Regions from separate parts of the Zea mays genome. Here region 1 is linked to region 2. Evidence: chromatin contacts called from public HiChIP or PLAC-seq data. All regions are on one chromosome and are shown on one strand. The core of a region is the stretch at or near the end of the contact, and the rest is flanking DNA. Distances in the headings are between cores, read along the strand shown.

Region 1 (2,700 bases), core at 94-2,593, 330 kb before region 2:
GGTTGGCGCACCGGACACTGTCCGGTGCACACCGGATAGTTCGGTGCCTCCCGCCGACCGTTGGTGTGGGCCATGCGTCGCCCGCGGATTGCGCGGCCGACCGTTGCGCTGGCGACCGTTGGCTCACCGGACAGTCCGGTGCACCACCAGACAGTCCGGTGAATTATAGCCATACGTCGCCGGTTTTTCCCGAGAGCGGCCTTTTCACCGGAGTTCAGCATGGCGCACTGGACAGTCCGGTGTGCCAGGCCGAGCTGGACTTTGGCTACACACAACTAAGTCATTTGCAATTCTTTCTTTTCCTGTTTCTAGCACTTAGACAAAATATGTTAGTACTCAAAACAATGTACTAAGTCTATAAACATACCTCATGTCTTGATTTGCACTTTTCTCTTCATTTAGCACCATAAGAACTTAATTAAATGTGTTAGGCACTTAATCACCAAAACATAATTAGAAATTGCCCAAGGGCATATTTCCCTTTCACCTTCCCTTCCCACGCCACCGGTGCCGCCCAGATCGGCAAATTCGCCCGCATCTACCCCGCGCGCGTCCCGGATGGCCACTTCTTCCTCCGCCTGCCCTGGGGTTCCGTAGCATGGGCCACTCTCTCTCCTCGCATTCCAAATCCAGCCTCTCCTCCCAGTCGCCCCGCAGCAGGTGGCTCTCGTCGATGGGTCCACCGCTACGGCTGACCGCGCCGATGCAGATCGCTCCGGAGGACAGCGGCAGTGGCAGTTCCTCCTCGTTTGCGCCGCTCGCCTGGGACTACATCCAGGACCTGCCTGACGAGATCCTCGCGCTCGTCTTCGCGTCGCTCTCGCCCACCGATCGCAACGCCTGCTCGCGCTGGATGGAGTCGACGCCACCACGCGCCACCGCCTCTCCCTCGACGCCCGCGCCGCGCTGGGCAACGCTGCCCCCGCGCTGTTCGCGCGGTTCAAGACCGTCACGAAGCTGGCGCTCCGCTGGGCGCGCGGGTCGGGCGCGGACAGCCTCTCCGACTACGGTGCTGTGGCCGTCACGGAGACTTATTATGGCGTGGGGAGGAGGGTGGGGCGGAGGCATCCGTCGCGGAGACGGGATCTGCGCACTGGTGGTAGGAGATCCCTTGATGGCGACGCGGATGGCGTGGGAAGGAGGGTGGGGCGGAGGCGTCCGTCACGGAGCCGGGATCTACGCGCTGGGAGGATCGCGGAGGAGAGGGGTAGAACCGTACATTACACGGATGTGAACGCCTACACTACTATCTTAAGAAGTAGTATAGATATAGATATAGATACAAAGCAATATTTCGCATTAAAAAAAGTAGCGGCCTCGCGCGGCGAGTAAGGCTGGTGACCAAACATGTAAATGCACGGCACACCACACCACAGCCCCCCTACTTTCCTCTACCTTGCAGACTGCACACTGCCTCAAGATGGTTTCCTGTTCCTCATCTCCACGGCCACCCATCCCTCTCCTGCTCCTCTTCCTCCTCCACTTCTCCTCTGTCCTCGCCGTATCAGCTCCTTCAGCCTCACAACAGGTACGGCTCCCTCCCTCTTTATCTATCCCTCCCTCGCACCTGTGTGGGGTTGGTTGGTAACGCGTCGTGTACCGACGTTTATCCCTTCCATTGTGTGATGAACTACTGTAGGCTGGTACCGACGGCGGCGGCGGCAATGTGTCGGAGACGGCGGCATGGACGCCGCGGCTGAGGAAGACGTTCTTGGACGGCGGCATCGAGCACTGGCACGGGCGGCGGCTGGTGGGGCGGTTCCAGGTGTGCGCGGTGTGCACCTGCTGCGGGGGCCCGCACGGGATGTGCATCCCGGCGCCGTGCTGCTACGCCATCAACTGCAACATCCCCAACCGTCCATTCGGCGTCTGCTCCTTCACCCCGCGCACCTGCAACTGCCTCAATTGCCACCTCTAGCCTAGCCTTGCCGCCAAGGATGCCAAGGTGTGGCGAACTGCTGCTGGATCCATGGTTTTGATTGTTTCGCTTTTTAAGTTGGTTGCCGATGCAAGGGATTCGTGGTGAGAGATTCGTTAATTTAGGGACCAAGTGGAAGATTCCATCATTGCATAATACTAGTATTGTTAGTAGTATATACTCTTGTCCTGCATTGTAGTTGTAGCCATGACTCATAGTAAGTAGCAGTATGGTGATGGTTGGATTAATTCAGCTTTTTTGCTCTTGCTTGGTGTTGTTCAACTGTGGATAGTATCTATCATTGCAGTGTGGTACTTGTATTATTTTTTTCCTCATGGCAGTAGGCATGACCTTTGTTCTTGGATTTTGTCAGCGGTGTGCCAATTTCCAGTCATCTGAAATGGATCAACCACAATTCTTTTTAGACATTTCTGAATTAGAATTCATAAATTCATTTTTGCGGTCATCGAGATGGCGATGTGGTATGTGTACCATGGATTACCATTTTAAATCCTACGCGCTTTGTCTGGCCATGGTTTTGATTGTTTAGGCTGTGCTCCTATTACTGCTGACTCAGACGGTGACTCAGACGAGAACACGAGTATATCTCATGAAACTGGTGGGCTGTTCTAGTTTCTTGTAGTCTCTGGCCATGGTTTTGATTGTTTTTTTTTTGTTTGCACTTGTCACAATTAATGTGGATTTCCTGAATTTGACATCCTGATTTAGTAAGATTATTCAGATATTTTAATAAGCATTGTGGTTAAAAATTTTGTTCAAGA
Region 2 (2,700 bases), core at 90-2,589:
CTGGCTCAGACTTTTTGATCTCCAGCGTGGACGGCAATTGCTTGGTCTGTACTGCCTGCACTGTCTCACATTCCTTGATTTCCGGCAGTACCACAGGCTCAAATTTCTTGATCTGCACGGATTTCTTGATCTCAATTGCATGCAGTGGCTCAAATTTCTTGATCTCCGGTTTCTTGGCTTCTTCCATTAGTTCCGATGGCTCCAATTTCTTGATCTCCATTGTTTGCATTGCCTGACAATTCCTGGTCTCCAATAATTGCACTGGCTCAAATTTCTTCATCTCTACTGACACTGGGTCACACTCCAATCTCTTCTCCTCAACACCATCGCTGACCTCATCAATGGCTGACAAAATTAAGTCCTGCCCCTGAATGCCGCTCTCTCCTTCTGCTTCCATTTTTTGCACAAATAATGTATCTCTGGGGGAGCAACACTGCTCAGCCAAAGGATCAGAGCCTTTCATATCCTCGGAAATCACAACTTTTTCGTCAATTTTGTCCTTCAAATCACCAAAACTCTCAAAATCCAAGATGCTTCTGTCAGAAATGTAATCTATTACTGGGAGCGCAAATGCAGGCTCACCAATTAACAACAAGCTCTGCTCCTCCTCAGACACAAAGCAAGAAGCTGTAACACCCATGATCTCCTCGACGCGGAGAAGGGAGGCAGCGTCGGTGGGACCAAGGACGAAGGAGCACAGCTGCGCGACAAGCCCCGCTGGAGCACCGTCGGGCCGGAGCTCGGCGCAGAGTGCTGCGACGGCAATGCCGCAGGTCCTACCGAGGGACTTGACCCCGGACCAGTCGGCGCCGCCGACGTACGGCCCGACGGTGACGAACACAGCGAGGAGGAGCGACGTGGAGACGAGGAGCGGACAGAAGAAGGCCGCCAGGGTGAGGAGGCCGCGCGCGAAGAAGAGGAGGTAGACGGTGTGGAGCGGGTGGGAGGCGAGGAACAGCGCGACGCCTAACGCGTCGTGGAGGAGGCACAGGGACACGGCCACCGCCACCGGCATGGCGTCACGCTTGCTTTCGCCGCCGCCGCTGTCGGCGGAGATGCACAGCTGAACCTGCTCCGCGGCCATTGTCGCCTTCCTCAGCAACACCTTGCTCCTTCCTGTGCTCTTCTAGATCGCTTGTTGTCGGCGGCGGCGTCTGTTTCTGCTGGGTTTGTTCGCTAGCTAACTAGCTGCGCGCACGCGCGCGTGAAGCGGCATGGCGTGCTGTGATCTACCCGCGGTGGGATTTGTCATGGAGCGAGATGCTGGGGAGAGTCCGGGAAGAAGGCGCTTTGGTTACAGGAGAGAGACGAGAGACGGTAAATAAAGCAAAGAACACGCCCATGGGTGATGGGACTCTAACATATATGATACCTAGCATGTACCTCGTTCTAACGCTACGATTCTAAAGATGGAGGGTCAACAGCGACGGTAGCCTAAGAGGAGAGGTTAACGGTTGTGACGACGGCGACGACACGAGTGGGTAGGAGGGGTGGTGGGGACCGGGAGATGGAGCAGGAGGGAGAGGGAGACAAATGAATGATGAAGTATGATTCAAATATATTTTTCATTGATTTGAGTAAGTAAGAGAAAGGATGTTATCCAGCGATTTGAACCATTGATTTTAATAATGTGTTAAGCCTGGGTGCAATTTGTTTGGTAGATTTTAGTGGAGGTTATGGGTGTGAGTGATTTGGTTGGGTGAGTTTTGTAAAGTTTAAAGTGGTGGATTATATAGTGGTATAGATACACATCTGATAACTCCAACATCACTTAATCATTGTGAACTAGCTGTTGTCGACCGTTCAAGCTACGGCTGTCGACCGTTGAAGCTTAAGTGTGACATCGGACATGTCCAATCAGTGTTACCAGTTTGGTTGCATTGGTAATCTCTCAGAGTACCATATCCAGTGTGGGATCTGGTGTGCCATCCGACACGTTCAATATGTTGTAATCTCCCGCATACACGTTGTAGAGTTTATTAGGTGCCATGTCTTATGTGGCGTCTGGTGCACATGTACGATACACACCTATGTGTCTAGTGTACTAAGTTCTTCAACCCATTCTTCAGTATATGCATTGCTCCTATCTGATGCAACATTCGGTCCACCACTAGACACATCTGATGCTCTCTACAGTATGTATTCTTCGCATCTTCATTTTTCTTCACTTGGGCTTCTTTCTCTTGTGCCTTGAACTCTTGCATGATTTTGATAAGTCTTCAATGAGTCATATAATGCCTTGCTTTGAGATGTTGATCTTCTTAATCACCCATTACCTTTTTGGCTTCGTCCAAGTCCATGCTGCATTTTTAAATTATATTCATAACCAGTAGCAAATGATTACTATCGGGTACCCAGAAAAGGGGTACCCGAAATAAGGCATATAATCTCCTGGCCGACCAAGTTCACGCCGAGCAAGTCTGCGAGACGGGACGACCGACCAATTCTCCTCCAAGCAAGTCTGTGAGGCGCGACGACCGACCAAGTCCTCGCCGAGCAGGTCTGCGAGGCAGGGCGACCGACCAAGTCCCTACCGAGCAGGTCTGTGAGGCGGGGTGACCAACCAAGGTCCCCACTGAGCGAGGTCACCGACGAGGTCCATGAGGTGGGGCGACCGACCAAGGTCCCCACCAAGCAAGTCTGCGAGACAAAGATCCAAGTCCAGCATTATGAATCCACGCTGACTGAGGCAAGGCCCGT

Evidence for each region. HiChIP or PLAC-seq counts read pairs in DNA pulled down with a chosen protein or histone mark.
Region 1: an H3K4me3 HiChIP or PLAC-seq map of leaf shows a contact between it and region 2, with 3 times the contacts expected there. The contact joins the promoter of LOC100276243 here to the promoter of LOC103646931 in region 2. A contact is called at or near these places in 1 of 25 Hi-C or Micro-C datasets (ear) and 1 of 3 datasets of contacts at active chromatin or transcription factors (leaf).

What each region holds. Positions count from the first base shown.
Region 1 is chr2:125,909,095-125,911,794 of Zm-B73-REFERENCE-NAM-5.0, reverse strand. LOC100276243 reads left to right here and starts at 1,343. Exons shown (of 2, transcript NM_001150078.2): 1 at 1,343-1,528; 2 at 1,640-2,272. The coding sequence starts at 1,354. The coding sequence ends at 1,923.
Region 2 is chr2:125,574,171-125,576,870 of Zm-B73-REFERENCE-NAM-5.0, reverse strand. LOC103646931 reads right to left here and starts at 1,339. Exons shown (of 1, transcript XM_008671539.3): 1 at 1-1,339. The coding sequence starts at 1,084.